7 separate regions of the Mus musculus genome follow, and all the other regions are linked to region 4. Evidence: chromatin contacts called from public Hi-C, HiChIP or PLAC-seq and promoter capture Hi-C data. All regions are on one chromosome and are shown on one strand. Each heading gives the region's core, a stretch centred on a gene start, on an enhancer-like site or on the middle of the called end of the contact. The rest is flanking DNA. Distances are from core to core; before and after follow the strand shown.

Region 1 (3,812 bases), core at 195-2,694, 5.3 Mb before region 4:
GCCTAGCCTAGCCTATAAGTGGCCTCAGTCTCTCCAGTGCAGGGACCACACATGCATGCCACTATGCTGGACTAAAGCTTCCATTGTAAGGAAAGGCATTAGAAGAGCAGTGATGGGTAGTGCTCTGACCACAGGGTTTCATTTCTGCTCTGCCACTATTAGTGTACCTTGTGGGAGTCGAGGTATACTACTTTACCTCTCAGAGCACCTGTTCCCTCAGCCAAGAAACGGGGATAGTACTACCGCCCAGTGGAGCTTAAATGCCAGTGAAATACTATAAGTATTTACCAAATACAAAATGCTAAACAGTGGTAGCTGTGATTTGTTATCAGCTGTGTACAGGAGGGGAGTCTTTGAGCCCCATGCTTGAATTTGGATTTTGCATCCTTGGCTACAGGCCACCTGAATCTAGCTTTGGGCATCTGCACTAGACTAGCAAATTAGAGGGCAGGTCCGAGCCCTCTCCTCTCGAGGTAAGGGATAAGATATGCTTCATCAGAGATGGAGTCTGATGGGTGCCCAAATTTTCTCAAGGGCTGGCTGTACTCACAAGACCTTGGCAGTAAGTGCCTCTGGGACTTGTCACAGTAAGACCTTCTCTTGTCTCTGTGCTCCTTGCTCTGCCTCTACTTCCCTTGATCTTGTCAGTCTGCCTGCTTTAAGAACAAGGCTTCTCCGCCTTTGGCTCTCTCTGTGTGCTGGTGGGGCATTTTAACAAAAACTCTCCCCTCTCTCTACCCACTGATAATGCTACATCAGAAAGCAGTTCGCTCAGCCCTGCCTTCAGTGGAAGCATGTGGGGGGGGGTATGCGCCTTTTGGGGGGGAGAGGTGGAGTTATGTATGTTTGAAACAAGTTTCCCTGGAGTCAGGGATGGATAAGGATGAAGGGGGTGCAGCAGGGAAAGGAGTTAGGGCTTCTAAACATTTTCCCCTGCAACAAAGGCAGCCTGGTTCTGCGCTGTCTTGCTGTCTTCCATCATCTTCACTCTGGTTCTCTGCTGTCCAAAGGAGCCTGATGCCTCCCTGACCAGCTACATAGGATGCCTGAGGCTAGCAAAGACTGCTGGAGCGGGAACTAGAAGCATGGGGAAGGCTAAGGGGGATCTGACCTCTACAAGGCACAAAATGGGGAGAGGGCAGTAGAGTGTGCTGAATGGGTGTGTTTGTAATTGGGGTTGACCCAAAGGGGCGGGGGTAATGGGAGCAGTACTACCAAATACCACGGGATGGGGATGGGGCCCAGAGACTGACTCAGGGATGAGGGAGGGTCTGAAAAAAATTGACCCAGAGGGACTAGACCAAGGGAGGGGGAGAAACAGAGGTGGGCTGCCAGCCCGGGAAGGGGGCTGGGAAAGCAAATTAGAGGGCAGGTCAGGGCCCTCTCCTCGGGAGGTGGGAGTGTGTGTGTCCATATAAGGCGAACCTGCGACCCCCGCTCTCCGGGGCGCGAGCAGGGACTCCGCATCCCTAGGACCCCCACCCCCACCCCCCGCACATGGATGCGCAAGTCGCTTTCTCGGGCTTCCCGGCCTTGCCCTCGCTCACGCCGTCCGGGCCGCAGCTGCCGACGCTGGCGGGAGCCGAACCGGGGCGCGAACCGGAGGAAGTGGTGGGCGGTGGGGACGCCGAGCCCACGGCCGTGCCTGGCCCGGGGAAGCGACGGCGGCGGCCACTACAGCGTGGGAAGCCGCCCTACTCATACATCGCGCTCATTGCCATGGCCCTGGCGCACGCTCCCGGCCGCCGTCTAACGCTGGCAGCCATCTACCGCTTCATCACCGAGCGCTTCGCCTTCTACCGCGACAGCCCGCGCAAGTGGCAGAACAGCATCCGCCACAACCTCACCCTCAACGACTGTTTCGTCAAGGTGCCGCGCGAGCCGGGCAATCCGGGCAAGGGCAACTACTGGACGCTCGATCCCGCGGCCGCTGACATGTTCGACAACGGTAGCTTCCTGCGGCGCCGCAAGCGCTTCAAGCGCGCTGAGCTGCCCGCACCGCCGCCGCCGCCGCCGCCCTTCCCCTATGCGCCCTTCCCGCCCCCGCCAGCACCCGCGTCCGCTCCGCCCGCGCGCCTCTTCCGCCTGGACAGCCTGTTGGGCTTGCAGCCTGAGCCGCCGGGACCCGTGGCGCCCGAGCCGCCTTGCTGCGCCGCGCCCGACGCCGCCTTCCCGCCCTGTGCCGCCGCAGCCTCGCCGCCGCTCTACTCGCCAGCGTCCGAGCGCCTGGGGTTACCCGCGCCGCTGCCCGCCCAGCCTCTCCTGGCCTTGGCGGGATCGGCCGGCGCGCTCGGGCCGCTCGGAGCCGGGGAAGCCTACCTGAGACAGCCGGGCTTCGCGCCGGGGCTGGAGCGCTACCTGTGAGTCGCTTTCCGCTGCGGGAGCGCCTGGTGGAGCCTTCTGCCCCGGCCTGCGCTGGAGCAGTGCGAGCTTGTCCGTGGTACCCGTACCCGCCCGCCCGCAGCGTGGCGCAATTCGCTGGGTCCCCGAGCCTTGCTTGGGGCTAAGCCTTCCCTGCCCTCCTCCATCCCTGGGGAGACCCTGGCTGTCTCACCACCAGACTGAAGCGCCCTCTCCAATTTGAGGTCTTTCCTCCCTTTACTTGTGCTCCCCACATAAGCACCCTTGCACTGCCAAATCCGGTGCTTTGGAACTCCAGCCCCAGCCCCAAATGTCCCTGTGAGTTCCAGTCTGTGGAAACTTTTCGTTCCAAGGCACCTCCTCCATCTCTGATGTTTTGCCAACACATCAGAGGTCAGACTCCTGGGTTCATTACTTCTACCCCATCTTCCTCCATTTACCGATAAGTTTGGCAAATTTGTTCCCTGCCCTAGGTTTACAGTCTGTGCTTGTTTTCTTACCGAGCCTGTCTCCGACAAAGACTCACCTGAGGGCTCTGCTCTGAACAGTTCTTCAGATTTTCTAGGTTACTCGGCACCAGGATCTCCTGACTGAATGGGGAATTAATGGGAGTCTGTGGCTGCTCCACCCCATGGAAAGCACAGAACTTATCTGTTTATGGTTATTTTTCAATCAAAGCTGGTTTAATTAAAACAAAAACAAAGAAACATTTTTCTGGGTTTGTTGTGTTGGCTGGGAACTTGGGAGTTGCTGGGAAAGATGGTGGGTGACATTTGCCTCATTGGGATTCCATGTGGGATGACTCTCCTTCTAAGTCATTAGGCAGATTCTCCTGAAGTAGCACCAAGGAGTGATTCCACACAGTAGGCCTGGTCAAAATCTTCCACCTGCATCTCATAGATGGTAGAGATGAAATGGGGTATGGGTGGCTGAGTGCATTTAGAAAGCAGGTTGCCTGGCCCTTGAGACCATTTTCGTACTTGGTACCACAGTAAAAGGAAGTACATTAATTAGCATTAATCCACTCATCACCTCTCAGCAAAGAGAAATGTCCATTCCTCAAAATGAGGTCCACAGAACCTTATCACTTGGATCCTTGCTAGAAATGCAGGATTTCAGACCCCAGCACAGACCTATTAAATCATCAGACTCAGCATCTTAACAGAATCCTCACACGGATGGAGGAGAAGCAATTGGCTCAAGCTGGGGGCTCAGCCTAAAAGATAAAGCTCCCTGCTCTAAGGGATGAGGTTAAGTCACAGGCCACTTTCCAGTCTGGCCTTCATTTTGTGTCCCTTGCTAGATTATGAGAGGGGCAGTAGCGTTGACTGAATTGATTCATGATATGCCTAGTACCAAGGACAGGGCAACAACATCACTGCCCCAGGACTTGGCCTGTGACCTCGTGTGTCTTTGGTGCTAATTCATAAAGCAGAGTTTCCCCAAGATTC
Region 2 (3,469 bases), core at 707-3,206, 5.4 Mb before region 4:
CCCCCCGCCCCCCAGTTCACAACCCAGAATACTGTTGTTTCCACAGACATTACCCCCCTTCCTCCACCCACCCCACCCCAGACTCCAGGCCGCAACTAACCTGGGGCATATTTAGAGAGACCTACTCGGCTGGTTAGGACCTCCACTCCTCCGCTGGAGAGGGGTCGAGGTAGGACCCCGAAGCTGGGTTTCCCGGCTCTCGCTGAGAGACCAGCAGTTACTTAGCTTGCCGTGAGGTCCTGCGCGGTCTGCCGCGCCCAAAGCGAGTTTCCAGGAAAGATGGGGGTGGAGAGAAAGAGGGAGGGCGAGAGAGAAAATGGGGGGTCAATGACTGGGAATTACCTCGTGTGCCCCGCCATCCCAAAGAATAGCAAATGGCTTTCCGCCTCCAACTTGCAGGTGTTTGGAGCCCACCCTCCCCCAAACACATCCCGAATTAAAAAAAGAAAAAGAAGAAGAACCTTACACCTGACCAATCAGGAATAACTACTTAGTCCAACAACAACAGCCTCTCCGGCAGGCTGCCCAGAACGTGTTCGAACCCTCTAACGGATCTGTCTAATTCAGTATGGCCGAATTTGTTTTCTAAGCATGGACGTCTCTATGCGGGTTGCCCCCACAACCTTAGCCCAGGCTTAGCCAGAGCAGGAAGATGTAATTCTCTATTTGACGAGGGTGGAGAGAACGGGATGGAAAAACAAAAACAAAAACAAAAACAACAACAACAACAACAACAAAAACCCAAGAGTTTTCAGGCCCTGGCTGCTGGGTCAGAACCTGGGAGCCCTGGTCCCATACTCCTCATGACCCCATCTTTCAAGTTCCTGCCCAGGACAAGGCAGAACCTGTTTCCAAAGATCCTATTTCCCTTGCAGGGATGAAAGGGAGAGAGAGAGAGCTCTATCTGTTTTAGCTGGGTCCCTTGTTTTCTTTCTAATGGATGCAGAGATATAAAGGAAGGTATTTCACCATTTCTTCCACCACCTTTGCAAAAGATTTTCGACTTTCGGGGTTTTGACTGGCAGTAGATGAGAGTTAACTCTTACACCTCTTATACTGTTTCGCAGCGATAAACAAAGCAAAAGGAAAGACGGGCCAAAGCAGACCGACGCCACTTCCAAGAGCGGTAGCTGGATTTCGTTTGCTTTTATTTTTCGCCTCCTTTTTTTTTTTTAATTGTTTTGCCTGAGATGTCCACCGCCCAATGGCACATCGAAGTCTTGGGTTAATTGCGAAGGCTTCCTTCTCTCCGCTGCGGCTTTGGCGGAAGCTCAGAACTGCCTCCTCCCTGGCTTTCAATTCAGTGCGGGAGGTTTTCTTTCTCCTTGCTAATCCAGAGAAGGAGGGAAGAGGAGGGGAGACGCGGGGAATACACTCGTTCCCGTTGTTACTTGAGGCTAATGTTTGTTTTATGGAGTGACTCTTTATTCTGACTACCTCTTCATTTTCTTTCCCTACCCCAAACCTGGCAAGTTAGGGGAAAAAAAAAAAAAGCAGCTAGGGAGGGGCCTAAGACAGGACAGGACTGCTTTGTTCTCCCTCCAAAGAAGCTAAAGGGTAGAACTGGTGAGCTTTTTGTTCGATTGTTTTAATTAAAAGCGGATATTAAGGGTGATGGTGATGATGACGAAGGTATTAACAATCGCAGTAAAAGGGGAAAACGCGATCCTTCTTGTCCAGCTAAGGTGGCCCTGAAGCGGTCCTTCCAACGTAAGTGGACTCCAAGGGCAGCTAACCTGCTAGGGGGTCTGACTGGACCGGGATGGGAAAGGGACTGAGAAAATGTCCCCCGGGACGATCCCGAGGACCCCCACCCCTGGCACCAGACCTGGAAAATGTGCCCATTGTCTTTCCCAGCCTCTCCCAACCACCGCGGACGCACCCGCGAAACTGACCAGAAATAGGCGAAACCCAGGGGCAGCGCGAATCCAGGCCTGGCGCTGCGGGCGGGAAGACGCTGGCCTCAGCGAGCGCGGCTCATCTTCCAGATTAGAAGATTCCCCCCGCACACACCAGGGGACCCCCGCAACACCAAGGCACAGACAGCCTCCGGACAGAGCTGCCGCCCACTGGGCTCTGTCCGCCCATCCGAGCCAACACTGGCTCCCGAATACATCATAATTTGGAATAAAATGTGAAATCCCACTCCCCGCCCCCATGCTGACGCCCCCACCAGCGCCTCGATCTCTCGCTCGCCCTCCCCCCACTCCCGCCCCCAGCGATTTGCAAACGCACCTCTAAAGGACACAGGCACACAGGCATAGGACTCTTGTTGGACAGGACCACACATGGTCCAGGCCCAGAGGAGGGAAGCAGATGAACACGAGCTAGCTCTGTCCCACAAGCCGGTGTAGGCAGACCGGCATACTGTCCAACATGACACAGCGACATCAGTCACACGCAAACGCTCACAGACACACAACCTCACAGGGTGAGGATCACACCCGCCCGACATAACGAAACCAGCCTAACACTTTGTCCAAGGCCACACACTGCGATACACCAGACCGACCTTGTGGAGAAAAGAAACAGGGCAATTTACATACAACGAATAAAACGCAGAGAGGTCGGAATCTCCACACCCAGACAGCGCAGGGTTTCACACTCCCGCACACGACCTATCGCCAAAAGCCCACGCGGGGAGTAGCCACCGCAGCCTGCCGCTCACGCAAGCACTCTCAACCCGGCCGCCCGCACACACCGCCCAGAAGCAATGGAAGCCGCCAGCGCCTTGCGCTTTTCTGTCTATTGCGCAAGGGGAAAAGGGGAAGGAAGGAAGAGAGTCTCCCCGGCGGGAGGGGCAGCGGAGGGGCGTCGTGGAAAGTGCCCCCCGGGAAGAGACGGGGGAGAGGGAGCCGAGGCTGGAGTGCGCATGGGGAAAGACGGAGGAAACGGACGGGCAATTCCACGGGAGGCGACTGTCTCCCGGCCCTGGGAAGAAGGCCGGGACGCTCACGTTTTGCGCCTTGGGGGTGTGCGTGGCCATGTTGGGCAGCCCCCGCCCGCGCCTCGCCGCGCGCTCTAATCCCGCTCCCGCCCGCGGCCTCGTTAGCGCCGGCCGTGTGCGCCGCCGAGATAAGGAGCCGCCTCGGGCCCGCCCGCCCCCGATAAGCGCCTCGGCCATTATGGGCCAAATGATTCATTTTAATTTGGCAATTTCTCCGGAGGGAGCGGGGACGGGTTGCGGCGCTGGGATGGCCCAGGAATGCGCAGAGGAGAGGGCTGAGCGCTCACGTTGGGACCCGGCGGGTTCCGCCCGTTCCCCACCCCTGGCCCCTCGGGATTCCCGCTCCCTACAAACAACCCGACTCGGATCTCCGCCTCCCAGATGCTCGTTCAGCGGCTTTGGCCGTTGTCTAGCCTCTTAAGACCACCGTGTCTCCCGACCCATTCCCAACCAACCCTCCCTTCTTCATTCTTTCTCCTGTCTTCTCCAAAGCCAGAGTGTCTGTTTCTCCTTTTTCCGTAT
Region 3 (3,370 bases), core at 449-2,948, 5.3 Mb before region 4:
GACAGACTTCTGCTCTCACATGCACATATCACATACATAGCACAACAGCAATGCTAACAATAGATAACAATCTTAGGGCCTTACGTAAGATGGCTCAGAGGCTAAAAGTGCTTGCTGTCAAAACTAACAGCCTGAGTTTGATCGATTCCGAGGACCTACTGGCAGAAGGAGCCGACTCCTGAAAGTCATCCTCAGACCTCCACATGCACACTGCAGCATACATGTGCACATGCACACACATGAACACACAATAAATACATTTTAAACACTAATGAAAAATTTAAAAAATGAATCATCTGACTCAAGATAGAGGATTACTAACAAAGGTGTAAGTCATTTAGAAGAGACCTTTTCTATATAGTCTAAGGCTAAAAATATTGGGAGAGCAAAGTTCTACTGGATATAACCTTTAAGGATCAATTAAAACTTATCCCAGAGATATGAAACTTCTTGAAATACAGGCTTGTTTTTCTTGTTTGTTTGTTTGCTTGTTTTAAAAGAAGCCTTTCTTTAGCAGTTGACTGCCATGGTATCAGTAATCACACTGATAACTCTACCCCCACAAAGTATAAGTTTTCCTCACCAACAGGAATGACTTAAGTGCCTGTCTCTCCTTTCATGCATTAGGTCTTTCTCATCTGAAAGCCACCAAATGAGATTTGATAACTAGCTCATCTTGATAGTATTACTTATAAAGCTAATGGAGCCAAAGCTGTACAAACCTGTACCTAACAAAAATAGTCTGCTCAGGGAATGTCTTCATTGTGCAGCAAATGAGGACCATCAAGTCACCCTCACCTCTTCTCCCTCTTACCCATAGAAAGTTCTTTCTGGCCTCCCACCTTAGCTGTCCTCCTCAGCCCAGCCAGATTTACTGACAAGTCCCTCCAGTGCAGACACAAATGGGTTTATGTACAAGTTTTTCCCCTGACTAGAAAGTCAATAGCTTTTCTTCATATATAAAATAAAAACCCTTCATATTAAGGTCCTACCCAATTACTGCAACCATAACCCCGGTCACTCATCCTCCAGTCCTAACTCGACTATCAGCAGTCGATAGGACTACACAGGCTGTCCTCCCCTTCCTTTGGAATTTCCTACTAAATCCTATCATCCAACCCCCAACACGAATGTGCAATCTCTCAGGGTGACATCACTGTCTTTGTGTTCAGACACTGTACGTCCACGCCTCACTTTTGACATAGGTCTACTTCCTGTAGACCACGGACTATAAACACGTAATAGATTCCTTACACAGTCTGGGTCAGATAGAAAGAATGCAAAAAAGCAAGGATCAGGGTTTCAGTCTCCAAGAAATTTCTACAGTGAAGTCAATCTGAGGCACGTCACAATGTAAACTTCTTTCCCATTTTTTAGCAGTGAGGTCCGCCTTCTTTCTCCCCTGGCGGCCCTGTGGTCATCGGTTCCACCGCGCTAACTCCGACCTTACAGGCCGCTTGTTACTCACCGTGCTTCCCGGGCCCGTAGGGCGCCTCGGGGAATCAGGAGCTCAAAGATCCACCGTCGCTGTTGTCACGGCCGCCGCCAAGCTAGGGTTTGGTTGTTGGGCCCGTTTGTTGGGCACGCAGAGTCAGGATCCAGGTAGCGTCTCAGATGACTGCGGCCCCGCCTCTGGGACGTTGGGGTCGCGGGAACCGAGGCGGCAAGCGCTCGCTGGAGGGAACCAAAGGGCGCGCCGCGCCTGCTGATTGGCCAGAAGCCCGGCCAGTCCCGCTGCAGGGGCGGTACCACGGTCGTCACGCAACGTCTCAACTGCAGACTGCTGTGACGACCAATCGGAGCCCAGCCTGGGATTAGCGCTCGCCCTATCCCAAGGTTCTTTAAAGAACCGAGGGCGCCATCGCAGCTCTGTGTCACTACTCAGAGGATTTAAACCTTCATTTGGTCAACGGTTAAGTTCCGGTTTGGCTGGCATTGGCCAAACGCATGCGCAGTTAAAAAAAGAAATCCCGGCTGGTTTGCTGGAAGTGCTTCCTGCACAGATTGTGGTCTGACTGCTGGGATCCACTTAGCCAAGCTTGGTTCTCCCCTGTAATTCCTGCGCTCTTCCGAGGCAGGTGCTGAGACAGGAGGCTCGCCACGAGTTAGAGACAAGCTGGAATTATTTAGAGACCCTGTCTCAAAAGACTAGAGTCGAGTGTGGTGGTGCGCCGCCTTAGTCCCAGCTTTGAAGAGGTGGGTGGAGGCAGAGAGGTCTTCTAAGCTACGAAGCAAATCAAAGACCAACTTGGTCTGCATGAGACCCTGTCTCAGGAGAAAAAAAGTTTTCAAGCCCTTAGATGATCAGAGATAGAGGAGGTTAAATTTGCTTTAAGTTGTTTCTAAAATATGATCGATCTTACCAATTTTGGGAAATTCCTTCTCGTTGAACAGAAAATACTGGTGGCTATTTATACTTATTTCCAGTGCTGATATTGGGGACAGTTGTGGTGTGTGATTTATGTGTGCGTGCTGCCAGAGGTCCATGTTGGAGATCTTTGAGATGATCAGGCATTCGTTGTAATTAAAACAAAACAAGAAAAGACTTAAATTAAAAAGGAAGCACGTCTATAGTGTTAGGGGAAGGTAGCAAACGTGTTCTTAGGATTAGTTCATGTTACATTAAACTTTGTGTATTTTTTAAAAGGCAGGTAAAAATCTAAATACATAAAAGACTTTAAATTAATAATGTATCAATGTTGGGTTAATAGAAACAAATGTACATACTTATATAAGATGTTAAAAAAAAAAAGAGGAAAGTGCGTGGGAGGTGTGCTTCATTTATTTTCTGTATATCTGAGACTGTTCTGGGAGGCTAGTATGCAGCTAAGTAGTAGTGTAGGACCCCAGCATGTGCAGGGTCCTGGGTTGAGTGACTAGCACCACACACTAAGTAAATACTTTTAACAGGTAAAATCTGGGGCTGTAGAGATAGCTCAGTGGTTAAGAGCACTTGCTGATCTTGCAGATCATCTTGGTTGCCGGCATCCTGGTTAGATAGATCACAGTTGTCTTCTGGCCTCCTTGGGCACACCCATCCCTGGCTGCCACACATGCATAGCCCATAAATAAATCTTAAAAGGTTATGAAACCCAGTGCTTGTGGTAGTGCACACCGTTAATCCCACCACTGTGAGTTCAAGGCCACCGTGGTCTACAGAGCTAGTTCCAGGACAGCCAAGGCTGTCTTGGAGATCCCTGTCTTAGAAAAAAAAAAAAAAATCAGGAAAAACAAGAGGAAACATCGGAGAAGCTGAAGCATCATGAGAACTCAAGTGTCAGCAAATGGTGAATTAAACATTTTATTGGCACTGGACTTCTAAGCAGGATGTATATGTAATGTTATGCATAAATACTTGTGTGTTTTGAGA
Region 4 (3,704 bases), core at 1,193-3,692:
CGGAAGAGCAGTCAGTGTTCTTAACCACTGAACCATCTCTCCAGTCCCACCAAATACTTTTTTTTAAATGAATTTTAAAAGTTAGTGTTTGAACAAAAGCAACTGAAGTTATAAGAATAGAATTTTATTGAACAGCTTTTAGTCCTCTTTTAGTGTGTGTGTGTGTGTGTGTGTGTGTGTGTGTGTGTGTGTATTTTGAGACAGGCCTTCTCTCCGTAGCTCTGGCTGTCCTGGAGCTATCTGCAGACCAGGCTGGCTTTGAACTCACAAATATTCATCTTCCCTGACCTCCCAGGTGCTAAAATGAAAGGCATGCACCACCATACCCAGCTGCTTTTACTCTTTTTTAAAGATTTATTTATTTATTATTAGCTGTCTTCAGACACTCCAGAAGAGGGCATCAGAGTTTGTTACGGATGGTTGTGAGCCACTGTGTGGTTGCTGGGATTTGAACTCAGAACCTTCAGAAGAGCAGTCGGTATTCTTAACCACTGAGCCATCTTACCAGCTGCTGCTTTTACTCTTATTTGCAGGTTCTATATTTTTAAGTTTTATTTGTGGGTGATGGGACATTAAAATCTTCAATGCTTAGGGTTCCCCCAAACCCTTTTTAAAAATATTTGTGTATATGAGTACACTATTGCTCTCTTCAGACATACCAGAAGGGGGCATCGGATCCCATTGCAGATGGTTGTGAGCCACCATGAGGTTGCTGAGAATTGAACTCAGGACCTCTGGAAGAGCAGTCAGCACTCTTAACTGAGCCATCTCTCCAGCCTCTCCCCAAAGGTCTTAATACAACACGGTAGAGTGGGGAATACTTGTAATCCAGCCATACCAGGGTGACACAAGGTTACAAATACTAAGCCAGTCTGGGGTACATAAGGAGCAGTAGGCTAGCCTGGGCAACAGCACCCTAAACATTGCATTTTCTTTACTCAGTAATTCAGCAAAGATATTTTATTTGATGAAAGTCATAACACATGTACATCCATTTTTATACAGAATGCCCACAATTTTATTCTTCCTCGTTACCATATTTTCTCCAAGCAAGACACCATTAATTTCCAGAAAGCAGTGTTTGTAAATTTGTATTAGTGCTAGTTATCACTTTAACAGTGCCAATCTCCTATCATAGCTTCCAGATAACTAAAAACTCAGAGTTCCCAGAATGTATACATGGAATACAGTATACATGGAATCCTAAATATTCTGTTAAAATGATTTTTAAAGAAGTTCATCCCCTTTGTTGTTACCTGATTCACAATATTCAGCTTTCGATACCTCAAAAATTAGCTCTAATCTTTTTCTTAACAACTTAAAGAAACACTGCCAAATTCTTGTAGTTCCAATTTTCCCTAACAGCCAACCTGTTGCTAAATGACTATCCAGATGTCTCTGGCTTGTTTGAATACTTTCACTTTACTCCAAGGAACTGGGTTACAGATGTTACTTGAGGATATATGTGCAGTGGCTGGTTCTAATTAGACCAATATTTGGGGGGGAGGGGAGGCGGAGGGGGGGTTTGGTTTCATTTTGACCACTGAATGCAACCATGCTGGTGTTTTTTTAAAAGCATAAAAGTATAGAAGGCAATAATCTCATATGCCTACAAGAAGACGTGAAAAGTACAGAAAATTGATGAATATGAAATATATGGATGCACTGGTCCTTTTACACTTAGACCACCATCCTCACCTCCACCTAAAAACAACCAATCCTCGGTGTAGTGAGTGAAAGAAATCCCCCAATAAAGACATAGCCTTTTTAGAAAACCTTTCTAACTCACTGTAAGCTTTGTTTAAAGTTAATTGCATTTCTCCTTTTCCCTCAAGACTAGAAGTTCACATTTTCTAGACCCTGAAGTTCGTCGGGATTTCTTGTAATATGCTTTCAGTTCTCATAAAACTCGGTCTACAAGACTTCTCTGCCCTGTGGTGCTGTCAGTTGTGTCGCCTCTGCAGCCCTGGCAATGACCTGACAGGTGCCAAGGCCTGTGGCAGAGCAAAGGAGTCCAGCAGCCCCGGGCCAGGCCACTCGAACTCGGCGAGCCTGGTCGGGGAGCGCCGAGGAGGGTGGAGCTGCCCGGCTCCAGCAGAGGAGATCCTACCCGTCAGCTGCAGGGCCGCCGAGCCTCTAAGGGCCTCCGCCCGCACCCGCGGCCTTAGTTACCACCACCGGGGTCCCGCACGGTAGAGGCTCCCACTCCAGCCAGCCCCAGAACAGCAGGCCAGGCCGGGCCGAACCCACCCCGCTTCGGCAGGGGAGACTAGCGAAGCGAGAGGGCAGGCGGGAGCGCCAGCGAACCCAGGCCCAGCGCGGGCAGAGAAGGGCGCAGGGCCGCGAGGGCGGAGCGAGCGGGCTGCCGGCCACTGCGCCGCCAGGGCGTTGGGCGGGGCGTGGGCGGGGCCCGGCCTTCCCGCTCCCGCGGCGCCCTAACTCGGCGGAGCCTCCTTAAAACTCTGCCGTTAAAATGGGGGCGGGTTTTTCAACTCAAAAAGCGCTCAATTTTTTTCTTTTCAAAAAAAGCTGATGAGGTCGGAAAAAAGGGATAAGAAACCGGCACAGTACCTTCAGAGGCAACCGTAGCAGCAGTTGCTTCAGCGGAAAAAGAAGCAAAGGAGGGAGGGAAGGGAAAGATCCTAAAGGAAAGACGCGCAAGTGTCTGTAGCGGAGAAGGGAGCGGCGATCAGAGATTTGGGGGAGTCGGACTACAAAAGAAACTGTCAGCTGCGGCTCGCGACCGGCCGGCGCAGCCTGCCTCGGCTCCGGAACCCAACTGGCTGGCAGCCGCTGTCCTGTCCGCGGCACTGATAGGGGCACAGGCCGGAGGACCGCCAAGAACTAACTGGCCAAGTGGCACCGAGCGCCCGAGCTGCTGGGCGGCCGCCAAGAAGTTGGCGGGACTGGCTGCGCCCGGGATCTGTGGCGACCGCTCCTACTTCCAAAGACCCTTCCCATCATCGGACGCCCCGGGAAAATCTGAAAGGGAGGGAACGACAGCGGCAGAGGCGACGGCCGCCCCTCAGCGAGCGCTTGCAGTGAAGAGCCTGAGCTAGCTCGGTCGTAGGCGGGAAGTTACTGGTGAGCTGGCCGGGTGCAAGAGCGATGCTGCCGCGAGCTACCCCAGCGGCTGGAGCCCCATAGACGCTTCCCCCTTCGCCGTGCACCGTCTTCAGGCTGCCGGGAGTCCCGGGACCCGGCGGGGCCGGCATGACGGGCTTGGCGGGGGTCTGCCGCACACCCACCAGCCTCCGGAGACCCGCGCCCTGCCCGGCTCCCACGGCCTCTGAGGCTCGGCGGGGCTGCGGCAGCTCGGCGGGCGGGCTCCGGAGGCTCTTCTGAAGACGCCGAGCCCGCTAGGGAGTCGTTGAGACCTGAGAGTTGAGGGCTTCAGAGCTGCTGCTCTGGTCTGCCCTCAGCGATCGTCTTTAACCCTCCCGAGCACGTCAGCATCCAGCCAGCGCGGCGCTCTGCTAGCGAGCGAGCAGCACTCTGGACTACCCCCTTCGGCTAGACGGATGGAAAGTGAGCTCTGCGAAGGACCTGACTCTGAAATTCTGCCTCAAATCACCACTGTGAACAAGGGTGGGTTAATACCTTTTCTACTCTCTAATACTTTTTCTTTCGCGGTGTTGTCTGAGCTGACCTAGTCCTTTAAGTCTCCGCAACATCTTCCTCACAGAGCTGTAAAGCTTAGGTAC
Region 5 (3,582 bases), core at 842-3,341, 5.2 Mb before region 4:
TGGAGAATCCCTGCCTTCATCAATGAAGGTTGCAGTTAGATAAAGGGGTTCACCCATCCTTACATTTTGCTTACATTCAGCAAATTTCCTCCTCACTGCCTTACTCCCAGTTTATCCTCCACATACCCTCCATGCGCGCACATGCGCGCACACACACACACACACACACATTTCAGCACATGGTTTAGAGATGTTACTGTAGATGGTACTACAAGGTGGGAGACCACATTTTCCCTGACCACCTTCCCTCCCAGAGAATAGGGCACCCAGAGTCTACGCAATCAGTGGCCTTCGATGGCTACCTTTACATATTGGTCACACGGTAAATTCATCTTACTTTATTTACTTACTTGATTCTGAGTCAGGGTCTCATCTGAAGCTCAGGCTGGCCTAGAACTTGAAGCAAACCTCCCGCCTCAGCATTCTGAATGCTGAAGTTACTTAAGCAAGGGCTAACCATCGTGTCAGGCTTGAGGTAGGTGTTTTAAATTTTATTTTAGAGGAAGAGTCAGGCAAAAAGATTAAAATTAGCCAGGTGAGACAGCTGGAAACTGGTGAAACCAAAATTGGGATCCCAGCAGTTTAAGTCCCCCGGTCCTGCTCTTAATCCTGCGGTGCACACCAGGAAAGTAGGGCCCTGAAAGGAAGTTACCTAAGGAGGGTCACAGAGCGCTGGGAGTGCACAGCAGGTATTGAGGCCCCCTATGCTGGAGCCTTGGCCACTGTGAGGCGCTGTTGAGGCAACAGCCAGCCTCTGTCCAGTTCTTACCTTCTCCCAATCCCTTCCAGCCCCAAGAGGTTGAAATGGGCTCAGTATAAACCTGAGCAACTTGTTTCTGGGTCCTAGAGGAAGAGTAGGGAAGAGGGATAAAGATGGGCAAAAGAATCTGGCTAGCAGAAAAAGCATACTGGACCAACCTTCTGTGGAGAAAGTCCCCAGATAAAAGGGCAACACTGGCCCAGGGATGAGGTTAAGTTTCTTCGGGGGGACATCTCCGTGAGAGTTCTGTTGTAAGAGTCTCTAAATCCGGAAATTAAGAGCGGGATTGTTAGACTTAGGAACAAACATCCAGGAAAACTCAGTTTCCGCAGGATATGCACGGGGGTCAAGAGAGACAATTATAAAGATTGAGATGCTGAGACAAAAAAAAAAAAAAAAAAAAAAAAATCAATCCTGCAAACCCAAGCTAAGGACCTGTGGGTGTGCGGAGAATGCGGCGAATGCGGAGACGAATCACTAAGAGGAGTGAGAGCAGACGGTCTTCCTGGGGACAGTGGCAGGGCCAGGGCCTTGGAGGGGAAAGAGAGGACCACCGCAGACATTTCTCACCTATCTGAGTAGGATCTTCCGGCGCCCGAGTTTGTTCCTCTGGATCACTCTCTTCACTTGTCCTCCAGAACTCCCTTAGCCTCCAGTAGGTCCTTGTCCGCGGCGTCGGTCTGGCCATCTCGGCTCACTGGCGATCCATCCGCGCTTCGGCCCGGGTGGCCCGGGCGCCGCCTTGGGGAGATGAGGAGAGGAGGTTTGTAGCCACTGCCACCACCAGATGCAGCTGCGCCGGCATAAGCTTTGACTTCCAGTAACTGAGCGCACTGAAGGTGGTGGTGGCTCCAGGGAGCCACGGGGTTGCGGGAGCTGCGAGGAGAAGGATGACCCGCCTCCAGCCAAGCGAGCCTAGCTCCCGCCACCGCGGCAGTTTGTTCCCGCCGGGCCCGGGAGCAGAGGACCTCTGCCCGCCCCCTTCCTTCCCCGCCCCACCCTGCCCAGAGAGCTCCGCCCCGGGCCCACAGTTCTTCCGCCTTAGGCTGCCACCAGGCGGGAGGGACTAATCTCCTGAAGCCCCACTTATGTGTCTAGGGGCCCAGAAGCCCAGATTCGACCGAGTAACGGGCTGCTTTACTGCTCTTCTCCAGTGCCTGGTTTTCTAGTCCCGGGGCAGCACCGGTTGGGTGCGCCCTGCAGGGTGAAAGTCCTAGAGTTTCAACACCAGGGGGCGCTGAGGAGCTAGGGGACATCCCCTCCCTGTCCTCCGCCCCCTCCCCGCCCGCGCGCAAAACACACTGGTCGGAGAGGCAGCACGGCGGAGCCGGAGCCGCGGGCCGAGCGGAGCCGGAGAGCGGCGGCGGAGGAGGCGGCGGAGGAGGCGGCGGCGGCGGCGGCGGCACCATGACCCTGGGCAGCTGCTGCTGCGAGATCATGTCCTCCGAGAGCTCCCCGGCCGCGCTGTCTGAGCCCGACGCAGACATAGACGTGGTGGGCGGCGGCAGCGGTGGGGGGGAGCTCACAGCCCGCTCCGGGCCCCGCGCCCCTCGGGACGTGCTCCCTCACGGCCACGAGCCTCCCCCGGAGGAAGCCGAGGCGGACGTGGCTGAGGACGAGGAAGAGTCGGGAGGTTGCTCTGACTGCGAGCCCCGCGCTCTAGCGCCCCGGGGGGCGGCGGCCGCAGCGGGAAGCCCGGGGCCCGGCGTGCAGGCAGCCCGAGGCGCAACGGGGCCGGGGCCGGGACCCGGGCCGCCGTCGGGGGGCGCGGCGACACGGAGCCCTCTGGTGAAACCACCTTATTCGTACATCGCCCTCATCACCATGGCCATCCTGCAGAGCCCCAAGAAGCGCCTGACGCTGAGCGAGATCTGCGAGTTCATCAGCGGCCGCTTCCCCTACTACCGGGAGAAGTTCCCTGCCTGGCAGAATAGCATCCGCCACAACCTCTCCCTCAACGACTGCTTCGTTAAGATCCCCCGCGAGCCGGGCAACCCGGGCAAGGGCAACTACTGGACGCTCGACCCGGAGTCGGCCGACATGTTCGACAACGGCAGTTTCCTGCGGCGCCGCAAGCGCTTCAAGCGGCAGCCTCTGCCGCCACCGCATCCACACCCGCATCCTCACCCGGAGCTGCTGTTGCGTGGCGGGGCTGCCGCGGCCGGGGACCCTGGCGCCTTCCTCTCGAGCTTCGCCGCTTACGGCGCTTACGGCTACGGCTACGGGCTGGCGCTCCCGGCCTACGGTGCACCTCCACCGGGCCCGGCCCCACACCCGCATCCGCACCCGCACGCCTTCGCCTTCGCCGCCACCGCGCCTTGCCAGCTGTCAGTTCCCCCGGGCCGCGCCGCGGCGCCTCCTCCCGGACCTCCGACGGCCTCGGTCTTCGCAAGCGCGGCCTCGGCGCCGGCCCCTGCGCCTGCCCCGGGATCTGGCCCGAGCCCCGCAGGGCTGCCTGCCTTCCTAGGCGCAGAGCTGGGTTGCGCCAAGGCTTTCTACCCCGCGTCCTTGAGTCCCCCCGCAGCTGGCACAGCGGCTAGCCTGTCCACTGCACTCCTGCGTCAGGGCCTCAAGACGGACGCCGGCGGTGGTGCGGGTGGCGGGGGCGCGGGGACAGGCCAGAGGCCTTCCTTTTCTATAGACCACATCATGGGCCACGGTGGTGGCGGGGCCGCACCCCCGGGCAGCGGCGACGGTTCTCCGGGATCGCCATTCGCCGCAGCCGCAGGTCCTGGGGGTCAAGCCCAAGTCTTGGCCATGCTGACTGCCCCGGCCCTGACTCCGGTGGCTGGCCACATCCGCCTCTCGCACCCAGGGGACTC
Region 6 (3,610 bases), core at 642-3,141, 6.6 Mb after region 4:
AGTCCACGAGTCCTCTTTGAAAACTATTTTCTGAACTCCTTCCTAAAACTTTTCTTAGGAAATACAGCCTACACTGTATGTGTGAAGACAAAGTACCTAGAATGGTGTTCTTCTTCAATGACCTCTGAACTTATCTTGACTTTAGTGGGCAGGACTACAGGATGCAAAGCACAGCAGCACATTACATATGGAGGCTCCACAACCAACAGAAATTATCTTTTCCTTTGTTCTTTTATTAATGCCATCCTAAAACACGTAGAGAAATTTGACCCTTCAAAGGATAGTTTGGGTTCCTTTCATAATCTTTTTCATATAATTTCATCCAGTGGCCTTATTTTATCATCTTATCAATATTTGCAAACTAGTTATAAATCTTAACGTTGCTGATGTCACTTTTATATCACCCAAAGTCTTGGAAGGGTTGGCCATTAGCACGCCTACAACACCAGCACAGACAATAATCATGTTTTTATTACATGAGGGAGCTTGCCTTTGCCCTCCCTTCATCTCCAGTCGTGCCCTTGCCTACCAGCATCACATCCGTCTTGTCTGCATTGAACCTCAACCAGTTGGTTCTTAACCACGTCCGAAACTCAGCCAGGCACTGGGAGAATCGAGCCACCACACCATCTGGATTAAAGGAAAGAAAGCCTCAGTAGCAAAGAGACAGAGACAGTTACCTCAAGCTCACTCAGTCTCACATTTTCAAAAGATGTCCCAGAACCAGGTCAACCGCCCCGTGGGAATTTCAGCAAAATGAAACAAAGATTGAGTCCTGCAATTTATAAGCAATGCTAAAGATTACAAAGAACCCAATAATTACATTTCTGTATTTCACCCATGATTTGAGAAAAGTCTAGTCAATTCCGGGTCATCTCCGTTAAGCGGTCTTAGAAACCTAGCTGGTCTTAAAATTGCCTAAGGTCTTCTGCAAAATTACAAAAATTGAGGTTTAATAGAAAAACTGAAGCCCTCCCCGGGAGTGGGGGAAGAGACTTGCCCAAGGTCACACAACATGCAAGGACCAGAGATGGGAACCAGGCCAGCAAGCATCTACATTACAAGCTAAAAGAATAAGGCCACTCGCGGGGGAGATAGGCACTGGGAGCGGCTGGTTCCCTGCAATGCTGTCTCTGAGTCTCTCGCCCCTCTAGCTCCCTCCGACAACGGCAGGTTGACCCAGGTTGCGCCTATCACCTCAAGGGATGCTCTGCTAAGAGAGCCAACCTCAACTGGCTGGACAGCTAGAGAAATCAGGGGCACAGAGGTGGAGCCACGGGGGAGTGGCCAGGAAGCCACACCCCTGCCGCGGAGCGAGGGCCGACCGAAAAGGGCGGGAGCTGGCCTGCCCGCCCCGCAAACTCACTCCGCAGCGTAATCCCGGCGCGCCGCGGAAGCGGCGAAGATTGGGCGCCGCCGCCGCCACCGCGAAGGCCGAAAGACCGGGGAGGGGCGGGGCGGAAACTACGCATGCGCGCCAGACGGCAGCGCCTCCAAGCCGCCAGCCCTCCCGGTACACTCGGGCAGCCCCGCCCCGGAAGTTAGGAGTCTTCCGGGCGGCGCTCTCCCGTGGGGGGAGGGGAAGTGGGGAAAAGGAGACTGCGAGCGCCCCTGGGGCCCCGGTTCCCGATCGAAGGATGGGTAAGATGGTCTGTGGAGGCTGCACTTACAGCCGCCGCTGCTGCCGCCGCCTCCGCTGCTGCCGCCGCCGCCTGGAGACGCCCCATCCATCCGCCTGCAGCCGGGAGACTCGCAGCCTGGGAGGGGCCTAGGGCCTGGGCCGCCCGCCTCCTCCGAATCGTCGCCCGAGCTTCCTCCAGCTCCACCAACCCTCTACCCTCCCCTCCGCCTCCGCCCTCCTCCTCCACCTCGAGCGGCCAGCCAACCGCGCGGCCGCTTCTTGAGCCAGGCTCCGCGGTCGCCATGGCGCCCGGCAAACATTCCTGAGCTGCTGAGCGGGCAGTTGGGAGTCCGGGCATCGCCGAACCTGCTGGGGAAGGGGGCGCCGAGCCCTGGTCTAAAAAGTCACCACCATGCATAGCTCTCCGACGAGCACCCGCAAGCAGGCCAGCTTCGCCGCGTAAGTTCCGCACTAGATCCGTGTGGCCCGTTCCTCTAGATCCCGGAGAGACAGCCAGCCCTTCGGTTTGGAAAGGGGTTCCCAACGCATTCGATCCCGCGGAGCCCCCCAGGCAGCGCCGGATCCTCTGGCTTGATTCGGTCTGTGTAAAAACTCCCGCTGCCGTGCTAGACCGGAGTTTGTCGAGGACCACCCTGCCTATTTCTTCCAAGCGCTTTTTCTTGTATTCTTTCATTAGGTCTCTCAACTTCCAAGCTGTCTCGTGTTCTGGCTCCTTGGTCTCTGAGCAACCAAAGCTAATTTTAATATGTACGCCAGCAGAGGATTTTTTTTTTTCATCTCTTTCTGCCAGCTTACCTTAAGACTCTTAACTGCTTAGTTCATGCCGCTAAGCTAGGAGAAAGGCCCAAAGATAATGTGGACTCGTGTGGCGTTGAACTTGGAAGTGGTTTGAATTTTCATTAAAATATTCCCCCTTTCATGCTCGAACATTTCAGTGGTTTTGCGGTCTTCCCAGAGCAGCCACATCTTTTCTTCCAACATCCTCTCAGCTAATTCGCCCTTTGAACTTACTGAAAGTTCTGAGGAGAGAGCCTTGCATTTGCCCTTGAGTTAAGTGCTCAGCCTTACATCGCTTCTCCGAAAAAGCGCTTTCCAATAGCTTACAACAGTCGGTTGGCACTTTAGTTGTTAACTAGCCAGTCACCAGCTTTGATCTAAATGACCACTTACTTTACTGAGTTTTGAAATGCTTCAGTTAGCTAATAGGACATTTTTCAATCTTCACTAGGCTCGTGGCTAGTTTCTGCTGTTATGTATCAATGTCTGTTTGTGTTTATAGATCAGGGTCTTTCGCCCTGTGTAGCCCTGGCTGATATGGAACTGGTTTGAAAGTGCTGGGATTAAATAAAGGCTTGGGCCACCTGGCCTGGCCTTCTTTTTCAAAATAGTTTACTAATCTGTCTCCTTCCTAAATATGTGTTGTGGAGGCAGGTGGTTCACTTCGTTGTTGCCTTGTGCCTTTCAAAGTTAAGTATATGCATGATTCACAAGTTTTCTTATCTCTTCAAGATCTCTCTCAAGAAAACAAAACTGAAGCAATTACACCCAGTGTGCTCGAAATTCATCCTCAGCGCTGTAATTTACTGCCCCTTTGTTTCCAGTCCGCAGCCATCCCAGTTCATTAAACTGCAACCCTTGCACTTCCTCGGTATGGGTCCTGCATCTTTACTGCCAAGCATTGAGGGCCACTTCACTTCGTCAAGTAGCTGTGCTCTCCAGACCTAACAGTCATTTCTGCATTGGAATAGCTGGCTGAATCGTCTGCTTGCCAACACCCTCCACATAGTAGTCTGCACAAAACTTCCTTAAGCTTTTCCCTTTCCCTCTGAGCTCCCTTTCTTCCAAGTCCCCACGGGATCTGGCTTTGGATTATGCCCCTTGAGTATGATGTAACATCCCGCAGCACGCACACACACGCACATATACACACACATAGGCCAGGAACGCTATTACGCTTCGAGTTTATCC
Region 7 (3,729 bases), core at 626-3,125, 6.3 Mb before region 4:
TGTGTGCAAAGCTCTATGGTTTTCTTCAGGATGATCTATGTGCGTGTGTGTGTGTGTGTGTGTGTGTGTGTGTGTGTGTGTGTGTGAAGGGCAGGTGGGTGGAGGTACAGTGGCAATCTTGATTACCTAAGCCAAAGAGGCAGGCCTTCACTCCCCTCCCTCTCCTTCTCTCCTCTCCCCTTCTGCACTAGTCCGAGATCCCTGAAGAGAAATTAAAAGGTTATTTAAAGCCCCCGCCTCCGCTTTTTTTGTCCCTTTAAATCGAGCCTAAACGGTTTTGCTTTGGCAGAAGAAATCTTTTCTGGAGCATTGAGGTGGGGGGTGGGGGATCCTGGTGGGAGAGAAGGGTCTAAGCAGCCTAATCCTCTTATGCCCCCCCTCCCTTTCTTTGGAGCCTCCTCCCCCTCCCCTCAGGCGCCCTGCCTCTAACTCTGGGTTGAAGATCGGTCCAACCTCTAAATCTGCTGGTGGCTCCCTCTGTTCCACCAAGGCCAACATTTCTGGCCCTCTCAACTCAGCCTGGGATTTAAAAATCTACTGTTAAGTATGGCAACCTCCGCCATGCCTTAACCCCCAAGAAAATAAACAGCCCACTTCCTCAGAGCTAGGCCAGAGAGTTTGCTTGTAGACCTGAGCAATGTCAGAACTAGGATCCAGCTGCCTGTCTGTCCAGACACCTGGATTACACTTGACCCGAAAAAATCACACAAGGCTTCTTTACCAACACACAAAGAAAATCCCACAGTTACACATGGACTGTGGTTACATGAGCACCAGTAACAAAGACACAACACATTCTAGTCCCAGCCACTGAGGCCAAAGACACCTTGCACAGAGTACTGACCACACAAGCATAGAACACACACCCTTCTCTCCAGGTACCACTGTCGTATAGACACAGCCTTCCAGGCTTCCACAGAGTCATGGCCACAGTAGCCAATCTTGCACTACAAGGTTCCCACATTAACGGGGACACCTGACCCCTTGGCACACACCTCAGACACACAAGGCCTTCTCTGGTTCCACAGCCTCCTGCATAACGACCTCTTCCTATGAATCAGTTGCACCTGGAAGGAGAAGGAGGCTGACAAGAACCTCAAACCCTATCCAGGGATTTTTCCGCTTTGTGAATCATTGCTCTCTCTCTCTCTCTCTCTCTCTCTCTCTCTCTCTCTCTCTCTCTCTCTTTCTCTTTCTCTCTCCCTCTCCCGCGGAGACAGAGACAGGTGCATGTGTGTTGTATGTGCACGAAGAAGTGAGTTCGGCAGACTCAGCCTCCCAACTCTCTCCAAGAGCATCCTGCTGTCGGAAGTTCCACCCTGTATGGGTTGAGCTTGGGTGGTGAGTACTGAGTGCAGGTTGTGTTCGTGCGGGTGTTGTGGTACCAGAAGTGTTTGTGTGTGTGTGTGTGTGTGTGTGTGTGTGCGCGCGCGCTTGCGCTTGCGGTTGCTTAAGCATGCAGTTGCCCAGTTCAACCTTGTTGTGACAGCTGGGGAGGGAGACAAAGCCCTCCTTAAGCCATCGCAGAGCACCCCAAGGTCAAGGGAGACCAGGTAGACCTAGGTGAAGGTTTCTCAGTACTCCTCAACTCCGTAGGGATTGACCTGCGGCTTTACCGCCCAAGATCCAGAGCCAGCAATGACGGAACGATATTCTCGGGGAAATGATGGACGCTGCCGGGGTCCCTAGTTCCTCTAAAGGTTTGACCCGGGCTGCCTAGGCCTTGAGCTGCGTAGATGTTCCAGAGGGGCTGGGCGGGGCCGGGGCGAGAGTGGCGTGTGATTGGCAGCCACAGGGGCCAGTAGGGAGCGCGCGGCCCCGCGCCTTGCGCCCGGGAAACGCGGTTTAAAACTCCAGCTCCAGCCCGGACGCGCGTAGATGGCAGCGGCAGCGGCGGCGCGGGCCAAGGAGACCAGGTGCGAGCGGGCGGGGCTGGCGGGGTGCAGCCAGGAGCGGCCTGGGACCCGGCGGGACTGGGAGGGCTCGGGCGGTCAGCTCCGGGGACCTTCTCCTCGTTTGCGGTCCTGTAGTCTGGGAGTCGGTGGGCGGATCGGAAAGTTTGAAGAGGGTGAGAGACTTGGAAGGCGACAGACACTTAAGCCTTAGGGGAGACGAGATCCGAGGCAGGAGGAGGGAGCTCCATGGGGAGAAAGAGGGAGCGGAGCGATCCCCAGGGTCGGACACGAAGCCAGGGCGACAGAAGGAAAGAACTAGAAATTCCGAGGCAGAAAGGAGGGCAAGTCGTGGGTAGAAAAGCGCTGAGGCGGAGACGGAAGCCTCGGCCGGCGAGACGCAGGCACCCGCAGAGAACGCTTCGGATCCGTCACGGTTTTGCCTCATTTGGAAGATATTACTTCGCCCCTGAAAAAAAATAAATACAAAAAAGGTTTGGATATTAAGCGGAGACAAATCCTTTTTCAGTTTGGAAGGGGGCGGCGGGTGGGGGGTGGGTAGTCAGGGTAATGCAGAGCAGATGCGCCCCGAGGCGTCACGCAGCCCGCGGCCCAGGCTGGAGAGGGGGCGCGGTCCTCCGCCCAGGTTCCTTGCCCGGGATCCCGCAGGGCCACCTACACCTCCCAGCGTCCCTATTCCCGAGTACCCCGCAATACTGGGATTTAGCTCAGAATTCATCCTTTCTGGCTACCTAGGGCTCCTTGTCTCCTGGGATTGCGACTTTACACGAATTATTTGGCCGGGGTGGTTTGGCGCTTAGCCTGCCTCTGCCCTCGTAGACACGACCTCAGGTTAGGATCTTTCAGGTGGGTTTTTGGTCCGCAACGGCCTTAGTTCTCTGGAATTCGTTTGGCCTCCCACGGCCTGTTTTGGCGTGGAGCTGGCGTGGAGCGGGCGAACTCCAGCAGGGAATTCAGGCTGGGGCGGCGTTTGGGAGGCAGGGATCAAAAAATGAAGGGCTCTGCCAGGGTCTCTCCTCTCTGGGCCTCTCATTCCGGTGGCCATAACCCATCTTGGACGGCGACAAGCTAGGGCCTCTAATGGACCTTTCTGGATCTTGGCTGAAGTTTCTTAAGTTCCCAGACCCTGATCAGGGGCCTCCAAGGCCCGGGCGGTGCCTTTAGAGCACTTAGGGGGAAAACATCTTCTTCCTCAAATTCCTATCAATCTGGGGACCAAATCCTGGTAGGGGGCTGAGGGCTCTCGGTGGTGCAGTTGTGTAGTGACTTGTCGGAGAAACCAAGGCTAGGCTCTGGGAGAATTGTATCTAGAGGCCGGGCCTTTCGCCTTTCCCTTTTTGGGAACATTCCAAAGCTGGGAATCCGCGGGGCCTCTAGTGTAGCCTCAGCGAGGGTTCTGCCTGGGGCGGTAGAAGGACTTTTTCGTTTTAGAAAAAAGCGGACGGACGGGAGGCCAGGGGTCTTCTGGACTAGTACTGGTTTTCTGTAGGCAACTTGGGTTTGGGGACGTCGCAGAGAGCTGAGGGCTTTACTTACTGGATAGGCCTTGGGGCAAACAGGCTGTTTTCGCACCACTGAGGTTGCAGGCGTAGTTGTGGAAATTGTAGAATCTCCCGGTCTGTCCTCGCGAAGGTGGGAGTGGGAGACGTGTCATTTTCTTCTTTTGTGCCGTGCCAGGGATCCTGTGCGTCGCAGGCGGGTTGGCTCTCTCTATAGGGCGCTGGCCAAGGAAATTCTGTGGCCTATCCGTTTTAAGTGGGTTGCAGTGAGCTCTGTTTTCAGTTTTCTTTCCTTTTCTTTTTCTTTTTATTTATTT

What was found. Promoter capture Hi-C pulls out the DNA fragments that hold promoters and counts their contacts. A called contact is a pair of places that touch in the nucleus more often than the background predicts. HiChIP or PLAC-seq counts read pairs in DNA pulled down with a chosen protein or histone mark.
Region 1: a promoter capture Hi-C map of embryonic stem cells shows a contact between it and region 4. The contact joins the promoter of Foxe3 here to the promoter of Cdkn2c in region 4. A contact is called at or near these places in 4 of 39 promoter capture datasets (cranial neural crest, embryonic stem cells, maxillary cranial neural crest and 1 more) and 9 of 484 Hi-C or Micro-C datasets (cortical neurons, embryonic ectoderm and embryonic stem cells).
Region 2: a contact with region 4 is called in a Hi-C map of nephron progenitors, with 9 times the contacts expected there. The contact joins the promoter of Tal1 here to the promoter of Cdkn2c in region 4. A contact is called at or near these places in 6 of 39 promoter capture datasets (cranial neural crest, embryonic stem cells, frontonasal cranial neural crest and 3 more) and 12 of 484 Hi-C or Micro-C datasets (embryonic ectoderm, embryonic stem cells, epiblasts and 2 more).
Region 3: a promoter capture Hi-C map of pre-B cells shows a contact between it and region 4. The contact joins the promoter of Stil here to the promoter of Cdkn2c in region 4. A contact is called at or near these places in 5 of 39 promoter capture datasets (cranial neural crest, frontonasal cranial neural crest, maxillary cranial neural crest and 2 more).
Region 5: a contact with region 4 is called in an H3K4me3 HiChIP or PLAC-seq map of neural tube, with 7 times the contacts expected there. The contact joins the promoter of Foxd2 here to the promoter of Cdkn2c in region 4. A contact is called at or near these places in 7 of 39 promoter capture datasets (cranial neural crest, embryonic stem cells, frontonasal cranial neural crest and 4 more), 14 of 484 Hi-C or Micro-C datasets (cortical neurons, embryonic ectoderm, embryonic stem cells and 1 more) and 2 of 115 datasets of contacts at active chromatin or transcription factors (astrocytes and neural tube).
Region 6: a promoter capture Hi-C map of pre-B cells shows a contact between it and region 4, with 4 times the contacts expected there. The contact joins the promoter of Wdr78 here to the promoter of Cdkn2c in region 4. A contact is called at or near these places in 1 of 39 promoter capture datasets (pre-B cells) and 1 of 484 Hi-C or Micro-C datasets (uterus).
Region 7: a contact with region 4 is called in a Hi-C map of epiblasts, with 16 times the contacts expected there. The contact joins the promoter of Dmbx1 here to the promoter of Cdkn2c in region 4. A contact is called at or near these places in 3 of 39 promoter capture datasets (cranial neural crest, embryonic stem cells and second pharyngeal arch cranial neural crest) and 4 of 484 Hi-C or Micro-C datasets (embryonic stem cells and epiblasts).

Annotation. Positions count from the first base shown.
Region 1 is chr4:114,923,699-114,927,510 of GRCm38.p6, reverse strand. It overlaps Foxe3 (forkhead box E3), which reads left to right and starts at 1,444. Exons shown (of 1, transcript NM_015758.3): 1 at 1,444-3,068. The coding sequence starts at 1,498. The coding sequence ends at 2,364.
Region 2 is chr4:115,056,298-115,059,766 of GRCm38.p6, reverse strand. Tal1 (T cell acute lymphocytic leukemia 1) reads right to left here and starts at 1,956. Exons shown (of 5, transcript NM_001287388.1): 1 at 1,896-1,956; 2 at 101-248. It overlaps Gm33786 (a long non-coding RNA gene), which reads left to right and starts at 457. Exons shown (of 2, transcript XR_376559.3): 1 at 457-1,710; 2 at 1,858-2,145.
Region 3 is chr4:114,998,446-115,001,815 of GRCm38.p6, reverse strand. It overlaps Stil (Scl/Tal1 interrupting locus), which reads right to left and starts at 1,698. Exons shown (of 17, transcript NM_009185.3): 1 at 1,469-1,698.
Region 4 is chr4:109,665,494-109,669,197 of GRCm38.p6, reverse strand. It overlaps Cdkn2c (cyclin dependent kinase inhibitor 2C), which reads left to right and starts at 2,442. Exons shown (of 3, transcript NM_001301368.1): 1 at 2,442-3,588.
Region 5 is chr4:114,907,407-114,910,988 of GRCm38.p6, reverse strand. It overlaps Foxd2 (forkhead box D2), which reads left to right and starts at 2,091. Exons shown (of 1, transcript NM_008593.3): 1 at 2,091-3,582. The coding sequence starts at 2,168. It overlaps Foxd2os (forkhead box D2, opposite strand), which reads right to left and starts at 1,732. Exons shown (of 4, transcript NR_030721.2): 1 at 1,331-1,732.
Region 6 is chr4:103,112,580-103,116,189 of GRCm38.p6, reverse strand. It overlaps Wdr78 (WD repeat domain 78), which reads left to right and starts at 1,891. Exons shown (of 17, transcript NM_146254.4): 1 at 1,891-2,080. The coding sequence starts at 2,034. It also overlaps a transcript of Mier1 not described here.
Region 7 is chr4:115,938,072-115,941,800 of GRCm38.p6, reverse strand. Dmbx1 (diencephalon/mesencephalon homeobox 1) reads left to right here and starts at 1,875. Exons shown (of 5, transcript NM_001025567.1): 1 at 1,875-1,916.